4 separate regions of the Mus musculus genome follow, and regions 2, 3 and 4 are each linked to region 1. Evidence: chromatin contacts called from public HiChIP or PLAC-seq and promoter capture Hi-C data. All regions are on one chromosome and are shown on one strand. Each heading gives the region's core, a stretch centred on a gene start, on an enhancer-like site or on the middle of the called end of the contact. The rest is flanking DNA. Distances are from core to core; before and after follow the strand shown.

What was found. Promoter capture Hi-C pulls out the DNA fragments that hold promoters and counts their contacts. HiChIP or PLAC-seq counts read pairs in DNA pulled down with a chosen protein or histone mark.
Region 2: an H3K27ac HiChIP or PLAC-seq map of epiblast stem cells shows a contact between it and region 1, with 15 times the contacts expected there. The contact joins the enhancer-like site here to the promoter of Wdr75 in region 1. A contact is called at or near these places in 5 of 39 promoter capture datasets (the 3T3-L1 cell line, 3T3-L1-derived adipocytes, cranial neural crest and 2 more) and 2 of 115 datasets of contacts at active chromatin or transcription factors (embryonic stem cells and epiblast stem cells).
Region 3: a contact with region 1 is called in a promoter capture Hi-C map of pre-B cells. The contact joins the enhancer-like site here to the promoter of Wdr75 in region 1. A contact is called at or near these places in 4 of 39 promoter capture datasets (the C10 cell line, the HPC-7 cell line and pre-B cells) and 3 of 9 other capture datasets (adipose tissue, liver and pancreatic islet).
Region 4: a contact with region 1 is called in a promoter capture Hi-C map of pre-B cells. The contact joins the promoter of Slc39a10 here to the promoter of Wdr75 in region 1. A contact is called at or near these places in 3 of 39 promoter capture datasets (the C10 cell line, the HPC-7 cell line and pre-B cells), 7 of 484 Hi-C or Micro-C datasets (CD4 T cells, the N1E-115 cell line, Th1 cells and 3 more), 3 of 115 datasets of contacts at active chromatin or transcription factors (the 230-238 cell line, astrocytes and thymic regulatory T cells) and 2 of 9 other capture datasets (adipose tissue and liver).

What each region holds. Positions count from the first base shown.
Region 1 is chr1:45,791,766-45,797,185 of GRCm38.p6, forward strand. Wdr75 (WD repeat domain 75) reads left to right here and starts at 3,401. Exons shown (of 21, transcript NM_028599.3): 1 at 3,401-3,839. The coding sequence starts at 3,757.
Region 2 is chr1:44,610,474-44,615,893 of GRCm38.p6, forward strand. The region is part of intron 1 of Gulp1 (GULP, engulfment adaptor PTB domain containing 1); the gene reads left to right. Among named protein-coding and RNA genes, the nearest start is that of Gulp1, 62 kb to the left of the region's middle. Within about 2 kb of position 3,353, at least 10 of the 459 cell types and tissues checked have an H3K27ac peak or open chromatin away from gene starts, as enhancers often do. A contact at or near this core is called in embryonic stem cells and epiblast stem cells, where this site is marked.
Region 3 is chr1:46,918,506-46,923,925 of GRCm38.p6, forward strand. It overlaps a transcript of Slc39a10 not described here. Among named protein-coding and RNA genes, the nearest start is that of Slc39a10, 68 kb to the left of the region's middle. Within about 2 kb of position 3,281, at least 60 of the 459 cell types and tissues checked have an H3K27ac peak or open chromatin away from gene starts, as enhancers often do. A contact at or near this core is called in the HPC-7 cell line, adipose tissue and pre-B cells, where this site is marked.
Region 4 is chr1:46,850,777-46,856,196 of GRCm38.p6, forward strand. Slc39a10 (solute carrier family 39 (zinc transporter), member 10) reads right to left here and starts at 2,842. Exons shown (of 10, transcript NM_172653.3): 1 at 2,695-2,842.

The DNA.
Region 1 (5,420 bases), core at 2,151-4,650:
AGATTTTATCGAAAGGACCCAGATGTAGCTGTCTCTTGTGAGACTATGCTGGGGCCTAGCAAACACAGAAGTTGATTCTCACAGTCAGCTAATGGATGGATCACAGGGCTCCCAATGGAGGAGCTAGAGAAAGTACCCAAGGAGCTAAAGGGATCTGCAACCCTATAGGTGGATCAACATTATGAACTAACCAGTACCCCGGAGCTCTTGACTCTAGCTGCATATGTATCAAAAGATGGCCTAGCCGGCCATCACTGGAAAGAGAGGCCTATTGGACTCGCAAACTGTATATGCCCAGTACAGGGGAACGCCAGGGCCAAAAACAAAAAAAAAAAAAAAAAAAAAAATGGGAATGAGTGGGTAGGGAAGTGGGGGGGGGGGTATTGGGGACTTTTGGGATAGCATTGGAAATGTAATTGAAGAAAATATGTAATAAAAATAAATAAATAAATAAAAGCCCTATAACATTTAACTATTGTAATATGAATGTTATGAGTTAGATGCTCTCTTATAAAATATTTATTTTGTTATAATTTATACATTTTATTCATCACTGTGAAAGCTGATTTGTTTTCGTTTGTTTGTTTGTTTTTTGAGACAGGATTTCTCTGTAGCCCTGGCTGTCCTGGAACTCACTTTGTAGACCAGGCTGGCCTCGAACTCAGAAATCTGCCTGCCTCTGCCTCCCAAGTGCTGGGATTAAAGGCGTGAGCCACCATGCCCAGTTAACACAGAGAATAAACTAAATAAAAGAAGATGAAAACTGGGGGATTCTCTTCTGTCACCTAAAACAAAACTGACAAGTAATTATAAAAACACATGGCCATAAGGTCTAGAATTGAAAATACATACTTGCGACTGCTACTATACTACACAGATGATACTTAAACATGTTGTAATAATGACAGTTAGAATTATCCTCATATTAGCTTTTCTGAAAATATATCTTACAGAGAAGAAGGGCGGGTCTCTTAATCTGTGACTGGTACTATGAAGCACCCCAGTTCCTTGAAGATTCTGTAGGTTGGCCTCTTTGGGTTGATTTTCTTTTGAAGTAACTGCTCCCATTATTAAGTCTGAAATAGCATCATTCATAATAGAGTGTACCCAACACACTACTCACACCTTTATATTTTGTATCAACTTCCCAACCGTGCTATGCTAGGTGTCTTCTAGAAAGACAGACATTTATTGAAATGTTTCCCCACTTGTATCTAGCACTAGCATATACATCACAGAGTTACTTTAATATGTTCGTCTTTAGTTAAAGGCTATTCCTGGCTGTCAACTTGACTATATCTGGAATGAACTACAAACCAGAATTGGAAGGCTCATCTGTGATCCTGATCTTGAGGCTGGGAGATACAAGTTTCTGACGTGGATCTTGGCATGGAAAATCTTAAGGCATAGTGGCTGTGGAAAAACTTTGCCCCAGGCAAGGTAGTACAGGCCTTTAATCCCAGGAGACTGAGGCAAGGAAATCTGTGAGTTCAAGGTCAGCATGCGACAAAGCAAGTTGCAGATCCAGGTGTGGTGGTACACACCTTTAATCTGGGTCACACCTTCTGCTGGAGACCTACATAAGGACATTGGAAGAAGGAAAATTCTCTCTTCTTCCCCTGTGTGCCTTGTGGAACTGAGCAACTGATAGATTCTTGGACTTTCATTCACTGCTGCTGCTGACCATTGTTGGGGAGTTGGACTACAGACTATAAGTCATCAACAAATTCCCTTACTATATAGAGACTACCCATAAGTTCTGTGACTCTAGAGAACCCTGACTAATACAATGACAAAACAGAAAAATCAAAGTATAAGAAGACATTACTCAACCAGTGCACTAGCACCAACAGTGTTCCTGTTCTATGCAAAGGAGGATGAAGAGAAGGATGAAGAGGAAGAGGAAGAGGAGGAGGAGGAGGAGGAAATGATAAATATTAAGCTGTCAAGAGAAAATTTGGTTCCTAAATGTTCATGCAAAAAGAAATAAAAACACAAATTATAATTTTATTGGAAATGTTAGTAGATTAAATTTTTGCATGGAAAGAATCCTTTCACGAGTTTAGTAGTCCAACTAGCCTTTGTCCAATCAGAAAGCCTCATTCTTTCTTAATTTAAACGAAGTTCACCAAACAGTAAAACAACTGAAGTAAAAACTAGTTTGATCATTTATTTTCTTCATTGTCTCAGAATATAATAAGCATATATCCGATCTCAAAGTTTCCAAGTTTAAAGGATGTATTACTTAGACATCAAGAGTCTAGGGTGGGATGGGGGGTTAAGCTCACTATGTTCTTCCACTATGAAAAAGCATACCATAATTATGAAAAAGAAACTCTTTAAATTTGAGATAAAAACAGAATCAGTATCTTCCTGTCTAGCTCTGTCTCCCCAAACTATGAACCCAACAAAAACTAATCGTCTCTCTCTCTCTCTCTCTCTCTCTCTCTCTCTCTCTCTCTCTCTCTCTCTCTCTCCTGCCTAAAGATCTATAGATGTTTTGACCCTTAGGATTATATTTTTCCTGCTATGAATCAGCATAAAGTTATGGTGAATTTCAAATGTATCAAGAATCTGCTCCTGTTAGGGTTAAGATATCAGATGCCCTTCCTTAGGGGTCGTTAAGAGCCAGCACAATGGAAAATATTGACAAACGAACGGTTCAACACAGATATGCAGCAACCTCGAATACAAAACACAAAGTGTTAAGAATCAACATCCTCAGAAGTGGATGCTCACAGTCAGCTACTGGATGGATCACAGGGCCCCCAATGGAGGAGCTAGAGAAAGTAACCAAGGAGCTAAAGGGATCTGCAACCCTATAGGTGGAACAACAATATGAACTAACCAGTACCTCCCGGAGCTCTAGCTGCATATGTATCAGAAGATGGCCTAGTCGGCCATCAGTGGAAAGAGAGGCCCATTGGACACGCAAACTTTATCTGCCTCAGTACAGGGGAACGGCAGGGCCAAGAAGTGGGAGTGGGAGGGTGGGGGAGTGGGTGGGGGAGCGTGTGGGGGACTTTTGGGATAGCATTGGAAATGTAACTGAAATAAATACCTAAAAAAAAAAAAAAAAAAGAATCAACATCCTCAGAAGTCAGGGCTTCTGAACAACAGGAACTGAACAACTGGAGCAAACCGGACATCACTGCAGGAGCCCTGACACCAAGGTGTACTTTTATTCTGGAGTCGAAACTGCATTGGCAAGTGTGGCGTAGATGCTACAGGAACTTAGCGATGCTCATAGAACCGCCATAAAGAGCTAAAGCGCCCCACTTCAGTTACCATTGCAAGAAGACGCTCTTTGAACCCCGCCCCCTCCCAAAAAAAGGCAACGGAGGGGGGTGGGATAGGAGTAGGGTGACTGCGTCATCTTGCTGTCGCTCAATCACAGTGACAGAAAAGGCAACGGCTTCAGTAGGAGAAAGGATGTTCACTTCCGCTTCTGGCGGAACCTTTAGAGTCCGGTAAAAGAGGCCGAAGAGAAAACTCTCTTCTGTATCGAATAGCTGTAGCGGCATCTGGTATGATTTAACTTTGTGCGTGGCTGTTGGGCTTTACTCCTTCTACAAGGGTTTTAATTTGACCCTGCCCAAACTAAAGATGGCGGCGTAGGCGTGGAGCCGACCATAGAGTCTCCAGGCTAGAGAGGCCCAGGCGGGCCGCGGGCGGAAGAGTAGGGCCAGGCCAGTCGGCCTATGAAGGAAGTTCGTAATCCGGCCGGTGCTCGGTGCTTCCTGCGCCTGCGTGAAGATGGTAGAAGAGGGAGTCCGCGTGGTTCGCTGCGGCGGCAGCCGGCTGAACTTCAGGAGGGCCGTGTTCTCCGTGGATTCCAAGTATGCAGTAGGCTGCGGGTCAACAGGGCTCCGGGCACCGCGGGCCGGGGAGGGGAGTGCCCGGCGCGGCGCGGCCCACGGTCGGACTGCGAGGCTGGAGTCCGCGGCGCCGCGCAGCGCATGGACCGACCCGGAGCTCCCCGGAGCCGCCCGGCTTTGCTGCTGTGTCTGTGTGCCTTGCACCCAGGACTCCACCTGCGGGAAGGTTGGCGGTTACAGGGGCAGGTCAGGTGTCTACAAGGGACTAGGAGCCGCTCGGTTGGAAAATGGTCACTCTCTCCGTATGTGCACCGGTCTGACCATGCAGACTAATGTTCACGTGTGGAACGTTTTGGACTTCAAAATCATTAATGATTCAGCCTTTTTCCCGCAGAAAAACATCATAATTACCAGGCTCCTTTTTTCCTTTTTTTTTTTTTTGAGTTTTACATAAAAACAGATGTTAGATCTGTAGGAGAAAGTGTCTATATGCACACAACTTTTACAATAGTGGCTTTCAGTTCGCTGCTTGTCAGCTGGCATTGTTGCTGCCACGTTGTATCATCTAGAAGAGGTGTGTAGTAGGGCTAGTTTTTCAGAGCACTCTGAATGTAGAGATACTTAGGCTCAGTTGTTTGAATGCTTGATCCCCAAGAGGAGCAATTATTCCTGAAGGATTAGGAAGCAGACCCTCCTTGGAGGAGGTGTGCCAATGGGGCAGGCTTGAAAGGTTCAAAAGCCTAATCCATTATCAGCTCTCTGCACAGGGATGTCTCCTGTACTGCTCCAGCTCTCTCTCTCTTTCTCTCTCTCTCTCTCTCTCTCTCCCTCTCTCTCTCTCTCTCTCTCTCTCTCTCTCTCTCACACACACACACACACACACACACACACACCCATCATGGGCTCCACTGTGATGGTCATGGATTCTACCCTCTGCAACTGTGAACTGCAAATAGTAAATACCCCTATTTTAGAAAGGTATTTATAGTATTTGTGGAAGGTGTACTCTCCCGCAATACCCTGCCAGTATACTTACCAGTATACGGGGTTTTGTTGACATTGTTTTATGAATTAAAGGGATAAAATGGACATAGCGGAGTTGTCACAGTTCTGCCCCTTCAAATTCATCCTTATACTCATTTTTACCCTGCATTGAACATTGCCTCACCTTGTCTGTTAAATGAGGTGTTTGGTCCATATCATTTTCCAAGTCTGATAGGATTTTTTTTTAAAGCTTTGGTCAATGGTTTGATCTTTAACTAGCTGAGCTGACAAAATCAAAACAAGAAATTTGACTGTGTAGTGAGGAATAGAGAAGTCAGTGTAGATGTTTGAAAGCCTAGGTGCTTTTAAGACTTTGTTACGTCATAGTGAGAAAGATGAAAATTGCAGAGGGCTACTATCTGTTGTTATATGCTTTTCTATTGCCATTAGAAAATACTGGGACCAAAGGAACTTATAAAACAAAATGTTTAATTTGAGGTTCACAATTGCAGAGGTTAGAATCCATGATCATCGCAGTGGAGAGCATGATTGGGGCCTGGGGGGGGTGGGGTGGGGGGAGGTGTGGCAGGCATGATGCTGGAGCAGTACAGGAGACAT
Region 2 (5,420 bases), core at 2,103-4,602, 1.2 Mb before region 1:
GTTTGGGTGTCCAATATACCAAGAGGAAGTTATCTCAGAAGGGAGATAGAATGGCACCCAAGATGTCAAGAAACAGTATAAAAACTGAAAAATGGGCACATGCTGAGAGATACTAGGTAGAAAACTGACTAAATGCAAGCATAGCATTTCAGAGTTGGACGTAGTTGAGTGACAGATGTAAGCTGTGGTTTCAATGGTGTGTGGGAGGCATGATAATGAAATACACCATGGAGATATCTTTGACCAAAAGGCTGCTTGTTAATTGAAAGAGACAGGGAAAAGATTTAAGGAAATATTTAAGTGAGTAGAAAGAAGTCAACAAAGAAGACCAGATGATGAAAAGTGAAAAGTGATGTACTTTTACCCTGTTCTTTTTTCTTTAAACTGTTCGCCCTCAAAGTCTTCCAGTATCGTGGTAATAGCAGTAACCTCAATATTACTTGAATATATTGAATGTGTCACTGTGCTTGATGTTACATGAAAAGAACTATGAGACCTTATTCCTGCTTTTTGGAATTTATAGTGCAAAGTCATCACAGCAATGTGAATAGGGTCATTTCTGCTTTATGAATGTTCTCTAGTAGATTTATTGTGCCCTTATTCCTATGGAGAACCATGATTTAATGTTCCCGTCGGAGTGAGTCACATGGACTAAAATTTTACTCTATCCTTGACACTGAAACAGAAATAATGTGTGTCTTTTTTGTCCTGTTCGAGTACCATTTAATAAGCCATTTGTTGTTTAAGATGCTATCCCTGATCCAGAGTAGTGTTAAATCCACATTTTATAAGATGGAGGTTGCCTTAAACCCAACTGCAGAGTCTCCAGATTGCTGAAACCACCTGAAAATTCCACTAATGCCACCAATGCTTATCAGAGTAGTAATTGCCTGTCTCCTGTGCTCACGTGCACACAAGTGTCTGATGAGGAGTAATTGCAGTCTTTAAAAGCCAAACAAAATCAAGTTTTATATTTTATTGTTGACAATAAATAGCCTTAACAATACATAAAGAATCTGTGATTAGCCAGTTTTTAAAGATGTTTTGCTGTTAGGGAATGCATCACTCTTTTTTTCCAGTTGATAACATGCTCTACTAGGAATTATTATTTTTATTCATAACAACACTGCTCCATATACCAAAGAGGTATTATTGAGGGAATACTACTACTACTGCTACTACTACTACTACTACTGCTACTACTACTACTACTACTACTGCTGCTGCTGCTGCTGCTGCTGCTGCTACTGTTACTACTACTTCTTGATACTTTGTACTGGGCATGGCATTGAGGCACATACCTACATGTGCTATATAGGTTATTACTACCCAGAGTTTGTGGTTAAGATTATTGAGATGTTAAGACTTCTATTTAAAGGTACATGACATGTTAGTGACAGAGGGACTCGTGACTAAAACATTCAATCGACTGAGTAACTTCTGTGGACACTCTACTGTAATATTAGGCATTTCACACAGCTTTTCCTCCTTCTGTTGGTCTTATAGCATTTAATTGAGACAAACTACTAGGAACTATTGTATAGTATAATAATATAAATACTCCCAAGGAGGTTAAAAAAAAGACAATGGGTGAAATCAGTGGCTTTAATTAAAATTTGGACAGAAGTTTTATTTGTTTTACTTAAAGAATTAAGTAGCATCAACTGAAAAGAATTCTGGGTCTTATTAACTAAAGTAGGTTTGTAGATTCTTTCTTTAGAAATATTCTAGAGGGCAGGAAGTGAAAATTTAATGTAGGATTTCTCATGAAACATCTGAGAAACACATGATAAACTATAGCAGCTGTTTGTCAAACTTATCCTTCAGAGATCTTATAACTAATATCGTGAAATTACCTGTCCAAACATACAGCTATTTACCAAGTCATAGACTAATTAGAGTTAAGTATAGTTTTCCTAGCTAGGAGCATTTAATGATTGCTACAATATATGTTTTGAATATAGTATGTTGAGGGTGTTGTTCAGTACTTATATGGGTCAAAAATATATTTATGCAAGTGTTGATTATCAGTTGTTAATCTATTGTATCTTCAGATAAAAAGAAGATGTTAAATGCCAGGTTTCAATTTCTTTCATTGCTATACCTAAAGGAACAGAATATCAACCTGGGGAGGGAGGAGTTAGTACTGTTAGTATTGAAATAATTACAGTGCTGGATCCCAATTTGGGCCTGTCACTGGACATCCTTTTCCTTAGGCTCTTCTCCATTTTTGACCCTGCAGTTCTTTCAGACAGGAACAATGCTGGGTCAGAGTTTTTGACTGTGGGATGGCAGCCACATCCCTCCACTTGATGCCCTGTCTTTCTACTGGAGGTGGACTCCCTCTCCCCACTGTAGGACATTTCATCCAAGGTCCCTCCCTTTGATTCCTGAGATTCTCTCACCTCCCAGGTGTCTGCTACAATCTGGAGGGTCCCCCCAACTCCTACCTCTCCAGGTTGCCTGTTTCCATTCTTTCTGCTGGCCCTCAGGGCTTCAGTACTGTCCCTCCCCCAATACATGATTATGTTCCCCTCTTCCACTTCCTGTCCCCTTTCCCACCCAGATCCTTCCCTCCCTCTCCACCCCCACCAGTGACTGCTTTCTTCTTCTTCCCAAGTGGAATTGAGCATCCTTACTTGAGCCCTTCAGCTTGTTAACCTTCTTGAGTTCTATGGATTGTATCCTGTGTATTCTCAACATTTTTGGCCAATATCCACTTATTAGTGAGTATCCTAAAAATATTTCTGGATGGTTCATCTCCTGAAGAACACAGGTCTAATCTTTTGTTTTACTTATCAACCCAGTCATTTACTTCAGCAAGGTGGATTCCGATGAGAAGAAGCAGTCATTTACTTCAGGCTTCCTTTTGATTATTCTAAGCAGCAGCATCCAGTGACCCCAGTTCCTTAGTTCTTAGGAAACAGCAAACACACATTTTTTTCTTAACTTTGCAAAAGAATTCAGAGATCCTTCTGCCTCTGTTAAACACAGAGGATAAGGTAGCTGGGTTCCCACTGTGTCCTGAAATTAGCATTCCAAAGAGGCCTGGGCCTAAGCTTGCTTTGTCCTAGGCTGACCCTGAATTTAGGAATTCATCTGCATTTGTATCTGCCTTTCTTTATGTATCTTTCTGACAAGCTGGATCATAGTGTAGCTACCTCTGTTCCTTTAGATTCATGAAGCCTGTCATAATTTATATTGTATCCTTATCCTTTTACATATTTAAAAATTATATATTTTTGAACTCATGTATTTAGAGCTTTTCCCCATACCCTTAAAGGCTGTCCTGAAGGGCCTAGTGTTCACCATTTTCCTGAGACAGCACACTCTGGACTCCTGGACACCTGCTGTTTCTAATTAGCATGGAGTCATTAACATCAACAGGGAGGCTATTACTCAGAAGGTAAGAGTCCTCTAATACTATGGGTTCAAAATACATGTACATTACAACACAAACAAGCCTTATGTCCACAGTTGCCATCAATACTTGTGGAGGCTTACACCAGGGACCTGTAACAAGGGGAGGAGCCATGTCACTCTGTCTCCACTAGTGCCACACTCGGCTCTCTACATATAATTACACAATATTTTGGATAAAAGATATTAAATAAAATTAAGCTTTCTTCAAGTACCATTAAGTTTGGAAATATGTGTTGTAAACTCGTTAGTTTAGTGATACTCATGGCTAATAGACATCCAAGTTTGCCATAAAACACTACAGGATGCACACATTAAGATATATAATCAGTATAGTATGTTTATTGTATATGGAGAAATGAACCCAATTATGTTTTTGCTTTTTTGCCTCTAGATTATTTTGGAAAGAGAATGAAAATCTCCTAACATTTAAAACAATGCTAACATAATTATGATAACATTTGTAGTTAAACATTTGGAGCTTTGTTAGTAACAGTGTTCTTTATGGATAAATATTATTTAAGTTGGATGCATGTAAGAAAGACATGTTTAAATTTTTTTTGAGAATACCATATGTACATTGTATGTTTATCATATTACCCACCATTTCCGTGTCTTTACACATTTATATCCACTTCCCTACCAGTTTGACTTTGTGTTGTATATATTCAACTTGATTTATTTTATAAAAGAAAGCAAAGACATGCATGTAAACCTGTGGGTTAAAAAGTGAGCCCCCTAAGACTGGCCCAAAGGGCCACTGGGTGAGGTGAGACATGGAAAGTTTGACTGCAAGCCACCTTGCAAGCATCAGGCTGTGAGAAGCCGCAGGACCCTGCTCCAGGGGTGGGAAAGCACAGTCTGAGGTCTCAACAGACCTGCCAGAATTGGCTTGGGGTCCCCAAGCCTGCATGGAAGTCAGCTTTGACAGGTTCTCAGGCTCTTGATTACCGCAGATGCCTCCTGGATGTCTGTGTGAGATTAGACTCAGCTCTTTAGAGGAAGACCTGCTCCATTGCTCCAGCAAGGTGGATCCTGATGAGAAGAGACAGCCCATGGTTTTAAGGTGTGTATTGTCATGACAGGAAGGGGACCCAAGAGGGTAGAAGAGGTAGAGAAAGACAGAAGAAAATGTAGAGAAGTAGAGATCGGCCATGGCCACATGAAGAGGGGAGAAGGGAATGTGGAGAGAGGAGGAGCAAGAGGGAAGAGAGAAGCAAGCAGGAGTAAGAGAGGGAGGAGGGGGCAAACGGCTCCTTTTATAGTGGACCGGGCCTACCAGGCTATTGCCAGGTAACTGTGGGGGTGGAGTCCAGACAGAATACCAGGGACTTAACACATTGTTCTACGTGACTGATGGCCACAGAATTATGGAGCTGGGGCCTTGTATCAGGAGCCTAGTGACTGGCAACATGGCAAATGGGCCTTCCATTCCTTGCAGGAACACCTGCTGGGTCTCCAGGGTTTAAACCTAGCACGACCAGAAAATAGGCTGCCTTTCATGGTCCCACACAAACCTATCACCCACTACTTCAAATATCATCGAACTGAACTTTCTCCTTCAGCTTGAGATTGGATCAATTTCCTGATCTCTAATTTGTTACATGTCTTTATTTACATCACACAAGATGAAAGACTAAAGTTGGCCTCTGATCAAGTGCTTCTTATAGACAGTGTACATACTATATTCTGTATAGTGATGACTGTGAATTTTAGATCGGAGAGAGGATATATTATACTAGTGTTTTTGTGAATTTAATATTACCTTTATGTTTTTATAGAGACATTGAGAATGACAGACCCAAAGAATGTACTGTTCATTTCTCCTAATGATTCCAGAAGGCTTACCTTATCCATAGAACCTGGTGCAGGGCTCAGAAAACTGAACTCAACAAGTGATGTTGCTCATGTATTAGTAAGCTTTAGGGATTAAGAAGATATATCAAAGTTATTCTAGATGAAATAGTCAGTAGCAAAGAGGGTAGGAAACAGCCTGAGGA
Region 3 (5,420 bases), core at 2,031-4,530, 1.1 Mb after region 1:
TGCCTGACTTTCCTGATTCTTTCTCCTGAAGTTTCTTCTCAATCACATAGCCTCTGAATGAAGAGTTTAGAAATCTGAGCTCCTAGAGACTGCCATATCCAGAGATCCATCCCATAATCAGCCTCCAAACGCTGACACCATTGCATACACTAGCAAGATTTTGCTGAAAGGACCCAGATGTAGCTGTCTCTTGTGAGACTACGCCAGGGCCTAGCAAACACATAAGTGGATGCTCACAGTCAGCTATTGAACGGATCACAGGGCCCCCAAGCTAGAGAAAATACCCAAGGAGCTAAAGGGATCTGCAACCCTATAGGTGGAACAACATTATGAACTAACCAGTATCCCGGAGCTCTTGACTCTAGCTGCATATGTATCAAAAGATGGCCTAGCCAGTCATCACTGGAAAGAGAGGCCCATTGGACTTGCAAACTTTATATGCCCCAGTACAGGGGAACACCAGGGCCAAAAAGTGGAAGTGGGTGGGTGGGGGGGGGGTATGGGGGACTTTTGAGATAGCATTGGAAATGTAAATGAGGAAAATACCTAATTTAAAAAAAAAAAGAGCTACTAAAAAAAAAGAAAGAAAGAAAGAAAGAAAGAAAGAAAGAAAGAAAGAAATCGGATCTCGAAATGCACCTCCTACATTGGGCAGCCAGGAGCGTCTGAAGTTGGAAGACGGTTGTAATCAACAATTAATTCACACTTCAGGTTTCCAATAGTTGGAGTTGCAGTTTCTACACAGGGATGTGGACCCCCCTGTGTGCTTCAGAGTTGGCACTGACCTGGAATGCCTACCCATCTGCCTGGGCCTGTAAGTAATTTTCTTTTATCTCTAAAATTGGACCTTTGTTATAGCTAATCTCAAGGTGCAACACAGAGAGAGAGGGAGAGAGAGAGAACACATAGTGCAATGCCAAGGGAGATGAAGAAGGCAGGATTTAAAGTTTGTACCTCGTTTTTGTTGTTCTTGTTGTTTAATAGTATGTCCTCAGGAAATGTGAAATACTAAGGCAGGACCATAGCTTTGGATTTGTCAATCTTTGACTCTTCTATATGTAATTCCAATAGCATGACTACTACACATGTTTTTAAGCATGTCTTAATGTGTATACTTTCTTTTTGTGTGTGAGTGGTGTGTGTGTGTGTGTGTGTGTGTGTGTGTGTGTGTTATACTTATGTATGTATGGATGGATGCACATCTGTTCATGCATGTGAAGACCAGGGGTCAGCCTCTGGTGTCTTTCCTCTTGGTATCTTTTGCACTTTTGACTTTAGACAGGACTCTCATAGGCCAATTAGAGTAGGTTGGCAGGAAGGCCCCAGGGGTCCTCCTGTCACTGCCTCCCCAACACTGGAGTGACAATTACTGCTGCCAGCCTGGGTTTGTTTTTGACCTTCTTCCTTTTTATGTGAGTGCTGGGGTAGAACTTAGAAGTGGAGGTGAGATTTGTAAGAACATAGGGTTGAACTCAGGGTGCCAGGCTTGGACAGCAAGCACTTTGCCCACTGAGGAGAATTTCTTTTTAAAAGACTTATTTATTTATTTTATGTATGTGAGTACAATGTCACTATCTTCACACACACCAGAAGAGGACATCTGATCCTATTACAGATGGATGTGAGTCACCATGTAGTTGATGGGAATTGAACCCGGGACCTCTGGAAGAGCAGTTGGTGCTCTTAACCGCTGAGCCATCTCTCCAGTCCAAAGATAATTTTTGATGGTCAGTTTGTCTGGCCTTTTTGAGTATAATCTATAATGTAAACCAGCCATTTAGGGATTAGTGAAAAATTGCCAGAGATAAGCTCATGCTAGCAACATTATTGCCTTTCATCACTGCTCTGCATATATTGTTTATCTAATAATTTTAATAATCTTCTAGCTTTTCCCACTGATCTGTGTGGACATTTTCCTAAGTTGCTAACCACTTTGATGAGTATTTATTGGTCAAATTACTGTGATGTGGAGAAACATCAGTACATAAATGGGCCACTATCCTGGATAGAAAATTATATGTCACAGTAGGAGTGAAAATGTTTGGTTGCTGTCTCCTCTGATCCGACTTTATTTTATTTTTTCCAGGAATTAACAGCCACAGAAGGAGGATATTACTTTAGACCCTCACTCATTGTTCTATCAGATACTTACATTTTTAGGACTACTAATCAAAAATCTTAATCATGATTGTGTCAGAAAGACGTCAGCACCTAAAGCTTATTCCATCCCAGAATGCATTCTGCTAAAAGCCCTCTTTCCTGATTGTTTTTGGTTCTTGACGTTCTCCTACTGATATCCTCAAACATCTGCTTATTCTGTTGCGAGATTCTAGTCTTACAAGTTGCTATTAGGTGCGTGGCTCCAGAGATCCTGTGCTTTTTGGGTGTTTGGCTCATCTTCTGTTGTAGTGATGTTCTGTCCTTTAATATCATTTGGCCTGGATAACAATTTGGAATGTACATCTAAAACAAATGGGCTTTACATTTTTAAAGTAAGTCTCACATATGCAATTAGTAACAACAATAATTATAACACGTAAAGGATTTTGCTTTTATTGTATTTATCCCAATTACTGAAATAGTTTAAATGAAGCAGCCATATGAAACATTTATACCTGTGTAGACTTATTTTAAATTAAATACATTTCTAATAATATGTGCATTTATATTTAAGAAGAAAACTTTATGACTTTTGACAGGAAAGTTAAATTATTTTCCTATTGATTCTAATAACTAGGTTATAAATTTTTTAATGGAAGTTCTTTTCATTCATTTTTCTATTATTTTTTCCTTCTTTCTTCCTTCTCCTCTAGCCTAACTTTTGATTATATATATATATATAATTTATTTATTTTTTAACAGAACATAGTTAGCAGGGCCTATTGGCATATATAGAGGAGGGATGTTGAGGCCAGCATCAACTAAGAAAACTTTATTTAAAAACATATATAAATGACTACAATGAAAGGAAAAAGAAGAGAAAAGGAAGAATTTACACAGAAGGGAGGAATCACTGAGTCTTAATGCACTGAGGATGTTAAAGCTCTAATAAAACATGGGGCATGGAGAACAGCAAGGAACCTCAAACCACCACAGAGTGGTACATTCTATTGGCATCCATGCCAGAGGCTAGGTTAGCATAAATAATTGAACCTTTTGTGAGATTTCAGTAGGTTAATTTACATGTCCTTGGGAAAACCCACTGCAGTAGGCCATCTCTATTTGAACTCTATACACACAAAGAGGGAAATGGTTTACTGTGTAAAAAGCAGAAGTCCATAGACTGCTTCCTGGGCAGCCTCAGTATAGCTAGAGGTCAAAACAGGAAGTGCCATTGTTACTGTGCAGGGACATGAAAGCTCCTTTCTTTAGAACACCTGGAAGCTTCTTCCCCAGGAGGCCATTTTGCCTGCAGGAACTTTGGGTGGGACCTTAAAGCTTCCTGCAGTTTCTTCAAAGGGGTAAAGTTTGTTTTTGTTTTAAAGTACAGCTTAAAGGAAATACACTTAGCCATTTTAGAAGAGAAGAACATTTAGCTGATTTTAGATAGTTGAGCATCTGTGATCATAAAAGATGACCAAGCCCGATGAAATGTCACCTTATCTTTAGAGAGAAGACTCAGTACATTTTTTCCTCAAATAATTTCTGTTCAAATCTCTACCTGTTTGGGGGAAGTTCTGTCTGTCCCCTGCTGAGAGTGGACAATCTGCTTTCACGGTGCACATCACCCTGAAAAGTTCAGGTGGTATGGCGATTGAACTTCCTGAAGCATAATTTCATTTCCTTGGCTTCTTTGAGCAAGCTCTCACAAATCATTTTTATAATTCTGTTGCCTTGGAAGGGCATTTAAAAAAAAAGAAAAAAGTCTTCAGACTGAAAAATGAAGGTAAATTCAAGAAAGAAATAATACACTAAACATTGTTTTGACCTTTTCTCCTATTCTTCCAAGGTTTCCTTAGCACATGTTTGATGGCAAATATTATAGAATGACTCCTCATTTAAAATAAGTTTAGGCAGCTTTTTGCAAGTAGAATGAATTTAATCTTCTCATCTCTTGCTGGAATATACTGTTTCAGGTCGAACTATATCAATATACTGAGGGACAATATAGATTGACAGTTGGTAGTTGTTTTTACCCTAAAGTGTGAGCATACTACAAACACAATGTAGTAATACAGTGGAAGGCAAAGTCCCCACAAAATAGACAGCAAGGTAAGATGCTGCTCTGCATACACTCAGCTCCAGCTGAGGGCTTGTTCCAGAGAAACTTTTGTGGATCTTCTTTGTGATCCTTTAAACTCAACACATCCTGCTAACTGTTCCCTATAAAGATTTCTGTTCCAGTCTGTGGAAGAGAGAATAACTCCTTGCTGATCTTTGCAGCTTTTGATATGACTGGCCTTAAGGGAAAATGGGCGTTTCATAGAAACATTGAACCAGTAAAACAAAATTTGCTTGAAATTGTGTTTTTTAATTATAGAAAGAAACAAACCGAGAAAAACTCCAGTGGGAATTAACAGAGCAGAAGAGGGAGTGGTCACAGTCTATATCTGAAACTGATGCAATTATAGGGCTTCTACGTTAGCTACCACTGCCTCTTTCTAAGAACAGGGTGCACCTGCCCACTTCCTGTTTGACAAGGTATGCTGAAATTTTATTTATTTATTTTCAAGACAGGGTTTCTCTGTGTAGCCCTGGCTGTCCTGGAACTCACTTTGTAGACCACGCTGGCCTCGAACTCAGAAATCTGCCTGGCTCTGCCTCCCGAGTGCTAGGATTAAAGGAGTGCGCCACCACTGGCAGGTGAAAATTTATTTGTTTTATTCATACTGTTGGAATTTTGAAATAAAAAATTTAAAGAAACACATGGTTATAGAGTCAAATTTCTATTTAGACAGACAATGATATTCTCACAGGAAACATTTATAAGATTAAAAAAAACATTTAAAAAGTATTTTACCTCTTATGCTCTTGTTTTCTCTTATATCCCCTCTCTTCCCATTCCTTTCCCCCCTCTCTCCACGTGGTCATGGCAGGCCTCTACTTCTCTATTCTCCCCTTCTCTCTGCCTTTCTCTCTGCCGCTATTACTCTCTTAACTCCCCTCGCCATGCTCTAAATAAACTCTATTCTATTAAAAAAAAAGTATTTTACAGTTTAAAAATCTCTTTCACATAAAATCACTTTTATCCAGTTTTATATAAGGGTACAATGATGGCCTGAGACTGCCAGAGGGAGAGACCCTAAGCCATGCAGCTTGTATCACCATCTACTACTGAAGTTCATCTCTCTCCTATCTTTGCCCTTCCTCCCCCTCCTCTCTGTGGCTGTGAAATGCACTTCAAAAATGTTGAAAAAATATAGATTAACAGTTTTCTGGGCACAAATTTAGTATGCTATTTGTCTTGCATTTCCAGTACT
Region 4 (5,420 bases), core at 1,592-4,091, 1.1 Mb after region 1:
TAAAGCAACCTGCAAAGGTAACCAAATTAGTTAATAGTATATCCAGTTTTTGAATCTTTAACCTCACTCCAAATCCCTAAATTCATCCCAATACTGCTCAATACCCAGGGTTCTGCAGAGCCAAGAGGAATGTAATATAAATTTCTTTAATTAAGAACAAATGTTCAGCTCAGCTATTGAACAATTTCCCTTGGGGAGGAAAAAATACACACACACACACACACACACACACACACACACACACACACACACACACACACCCCTATCTTCTCCATATATCGCTTAGGTTTCCTAGAGCAATGCTTGCATGCTAAACATTAGGCCTCCTCAAAGTAATTCAAACCAGGGTTGAAAATCTGGCAGAGCCAAAGGTGACTCCAAGGACTGAGGAAAGTGGATCCTGAGTTCCAGACACACAAGAGCTACATAGGGAAAGCATCAAGAAAAAACAAAAGTCTGGACAAAAAAGTGGGATGAGGGTGGTAGTTTACAAGCTATCTCAGGGGACTAGAGGCTGTAAAAGGAAGACCTAATCCAGGTAGCACCTTGTAATGAAATCTGAAATGCTACGGAATTTACAATGTTCTGGGAACTAACATGCTCCAACTTTGTCTGGACAGGTCTCAGGCAAACTCTAACTTTAGAAAAAAGGTTGTAAAATGTCCTTCAGTGTAAGTACCCTGGCTTATACAAAGTAAAAGTTCAATTTATGTTCAGAATTGGGCCCTAGCCCAAGAAACACTCCATTATTTAATATATCCAAATATCTCCTAATTCACAAACAAAAGCTGAAAACACTTCTGGTCCTGAACATTTCAGATAAAGGGTATTCACCTGCATAGCTCATGATACATATCCATACAGGCATACATTATTTGCAGTACTAACAATTAAGTGTAGATTTGTGCAAACCCTGGGCAAGTTTCCTACCACTCAGCTCTTTTACTTAACTTTTAAGACAAGCTCCAGGACTCTAACTTGCCAGCTTCCTTCCTCAGTCTCCTCCCACCCCTGCTCCCAAAGTAGCTGGGTTTATAGATCTGTGCCTTCAGGTATCACCTGAGAAATCGTCTTTGCCACCTCTTTTAAAGTAGCACCAAAACCATTCATTCTTGCGCATGGGTTCCTAACCACGCTTAGTTGATAGAATTCAGTTTTGTCAATTTGGGGAGAGATTAAAACCACTGAAATTCAGTTACTTTTCGGTGAGGATGTAACTTCCTGAATACAGGCCAAAATTACAGTAATACAAAACACTTAAATCCTTTAAGTATAATTTTTAGTTCTTGCTAGTTTGAAGTTAGTCATTATTAGGCAGGCCAGTACCGTTGATATTTAATGCTTTATTCAAGTATGGCTTACTCCATCAAAGCCAAATAGTTTCCCATTAACTCTTTCAATGTAACTTTATGTACCCTTAATAATCTATAGTCACAATCCAAGACCCTTATTCTAGAAAACACCAAATGCTAAAAATGCCCACCAGCACATTTTATTTCCTTCACAGCATTTATCACTTTATCACTGATGTGTCTTTCATCCTACTGTAATGTCCAATGCACATAGGAAGAGGGGTGTGTGGGATGGACTCCCAAGGTCCAGGAGAAATGACTCACAAGGTACTCAAATACTTGTAGATTACGGGAATCCTAACATTACTCTGTACACAGAAGTTCTGCTTTGTTTAGGCTTCCCAATAGCACTGTTAACAATTCTAAGCCTCCAGCTCTTGTATTACTTTTTCTTAATTACCATTAGATACACATCCAAAAAGAAAACATACAAGAAACCTGTCACCCGCTAGTTACCGCACTTAACGGAGACATAAATAAGTTTCTAGGAGACGGTGGGTTGTACTGTCTTTTAACTCATGCTTTGTGTCACTTGGAGCAGACACTGGGGTGAAGGACCCTTCCAAATCGGTGGCGGGGCGTCCTGCGGTGAGATTTCTTCCACGTGCCCAGCTCCTTAAACTCGGCCCATGTGGACAGGCTCCCACGTGAACGCGTCTTCTCAGAAGCCGCAGGAAGCCCTTCCACGTCACGCCACCCGACGCCTCGCCAGGCTGGAGAGTTCCGAAGACCCCCCCCCCCCCAAGGGAGGAGCGAAGCGTGGAGCGGATGCGGACCCCGCGGTGGGCCGGCCACTTCCCTCCGCTCCCAACCGCGCCCACGCCACCCTACACCCCGGTGGCCGGGAACAAAGCCCGCGGCCGCACCACGGTCGCCCCACAACCCGGCTCCGGGACCCGTGGGCTGCGCCACACGCAGTTCCCGCGCGCCCCACCGAGCCTTTTCGGTTGGCCCGGAGCTGAGCGGCCGCCGTCCGTTACCCCCCGCAGACGAGCCCCTGGGACCTGCCTCGGGTCCCGGGTCCCCCGTACGGCGGCCGCGGGAAGCCCGCGCAGCCCTCAACCGGCGCTGCCCGCTCCGCGGCCCCGCAGCAGGCCGTGGGGCGCGGGTCCCCCACCGCCGACGCGGCACACTCGGCTGGCCCCAGCCTCACGCGCCGCTCTCCTGCTCGCCGCCACCGCCTGCAGCAGCTGCGAACACACGCGTCCCAACCCAGAGGCCCCGGTGCCAGCCCCAACCCGGCCGCCCAGCCTCCCCAGCCGTCCCGGGACTCCCAGGCTCCGCCGCGCACGGGGCCGGTTCTGGGGGAGGGAATGTAAACAAATCGGGGTTTTATAGTTACCTCACACTCGAGTGCCGTGTGCATCTCCTCTCCGCTCGGTACCAAACCCCGGCTGCACCCAGTCGTGTATTCTCCAAAGCCGCCTGCGCTATCTGCGTCGCGGAGCCTAGCGCGAGAGCCGGCGCTCTACGCCGACGGCGCACTCAGCCTGCTCCGGCTCCCTGCGCAGCCGCACCCTGGCCGCCTCAGCGCTACGCCGGCGGCGCACCCGGCCCGCTCGGGCGCCCTGCGCAGCCGCACCTCGGCCTGATCGGCGCTACGCCGGCGGCGCACCGGCAGCGTTCAGCCATTCACTTCGCGGACGCGCCTGGCGTAGGAGAGCGGCGGCACCGGCGGGAGCTACACCGACTGGCGGCAACTGGAAGAAATTAGATCTACGCAAATTGCGGAGCTCTGTAGCTCCGCGCTAGTTTTGTTCTGAGAAAGGACTCCTCGGGGATTGGGGGGAGTTGGGGCGGCTTTTAACGCATGCGTGGAACGGCCTTGGTCGCCTCGCCTGGCCTCGCACGTCGGTTGCTGAGGCCTTGGGCTAGCGGATGAGACGTAGAAGCCTGGAGAACGAGCGTCCTAGGCCGAAGTTTCGGAGTGATCAATTAGGATTGCTGATCTGTACACGGGTTAGACATCTATATTAAATTAACTCCGCCCCCTCTGTCCCAGCGACCGTGCCAGTCTCTGGGCAAAACTAAACTTTAGTGCTATGTGCAAAGTGTTTTGCATAACTCCCCCCACCGCACCCCCATTTAAAGAGCACTTACAGTGGGACTTCCCAAACAGAAAGGAGTTGAGTTTAAAAATGTCACGTAGTTCTGGTAGCTTTGGGTACCCATCCAAGGACTTCCCACCACCTTCTCTTACTGGAACAGTTTTACACCCAAAGGCAAGCCCCCCCCCCCCCATCCGCCCAGCAACACCGGTGCATTCATGCTTATATCCTGCCTGTTCTTGGATCCCTTTGCTCACACCGCCATTCTCAATGGCCTCCTCCCCTCTTAAGCAACTAACAACCCACAATTTTCTTAAAAGGAGGCTCGGCAAACTCTTTGCTTCATTATTCATTACTCTGCTTCCTGACTCTTAATTCATGTCTAGGCTTATTTGTATTCTGCCCAGATGCCTGTGTTTCTGTATTCAAGCTGAGCGTATTTACTAGTGAAAGTGAATTCTGGCCTTGCTTTATGGATGAACAGAGTGCATATAACTCTGAGCAGTAGTAATTGCCAGCTTTATGTATCAGGTACCTCCAGCATGCTTTGCGTGTGTATTAATTTAATATTCCTAACAGACTGAAGAATGACTACCCAGGAAATAAAGTCATAGGAAATAAGTAACTTGCCTGAGAGAACCGAGGAGGGGCATAGAAAGCCAAACCTATTCGGTATGGCTACGTGGCCTGTCTCGCTGACTTGAACTCCATGAAAGAAGCTGTTTTGCCTTTTGTTTTCTACCTGTACACGGAACATCTTTCGAGTGCTTAATGAGTGGCTAAAACCACAGTGAGCTTCTTCTACTCCTCTTTCTCTGCTGTCAAAGGAAGACATTCTGATAAGTCCTCAGGCCTCAACATTAGTGGAAGAAGATAGCAGAGTGACCACAGTCCTCAGACCCATGAATTAAGCTGGGGATTACACAAAAAGTAATGACTTAAGTTGTATAGAGTTTACCAGTAGATCCTTTGGGTACAAAGCATTAAAATATCCAATTTGCCATGGTATTTTAAGGCTTCTAATTATTTGATTAAACACATTGTCAATATATATATATATATATATATATATATATATATATATATATATATATATATTTATAAACATTTTTCAAATAAGTTAGAGCCCTTGAGTCAAGTTTCGAGCAGTGATTTGGGGCTATTTGTTTACAAAACCAATGTTCACCTGGTTTGCACAGGTACATCTAAATACTTGGTTAAACACTGAAGTATGACCATGGAGAGCAGTTAGTAGCTACAGCTGTTAATGGGATTCCTCCATACTCCTCAATCTCTCACAGTCCTTTCAAGATTTTCGAGAATTTCAGATTGTGGCAACTAAAGTGCTAAAAGCTTCAGTCACGGTATTATTTCATGTATCTGTATCTGAAATTTAAAGGTAACCGTTTTACTTCTATGAGGCAATATAGTGAATCCAATGAATCTTTTAGTTCTTCCAAGGATTAGGAAAGAGCCAAATATAACAATGGGCATACAAATCACACCCCACCTTGAACTTTAACTGTCACTAAAGGAAGCCCAGGACAGAGGCCCAGCTTCCCTTCTAATTTTGAGAAAGTGCTCACCATCCACAACACAGTTATGGTGGTAATGAAATCTACAAAGGGCAGGAGAGATTCTAAGAAATCAGACCTTTCAAACCCAGTTGTTCTTTTCATGAATCAAGATTAGTAATAATAAATGATTTCTAAAAAAAAAAAATCTCCTTAATACACTTGAATCTAAACACGGATTCTCACATGACCAAATAGATTTGGATCATCCTAGAAAAGTCATTAAGAGAAGAAGGAAGATTAAATGGAGTGAAATACAAGGGACTGAGCACCAGAACAGGTATTTAAAACCTGGGAAAGGAAGGTGTCAGGCTCCTGTAAGCAAGGGTCTGAATGTAGGCTTTAAGTTGAACAGTTATCATTTCTAGAGACTCGGTGGTATTCCATACCTGGGAGTGAAAAACTTAGTTCAGCATCCTTTGTGAAGCTGACTCTTCCATTAAAAT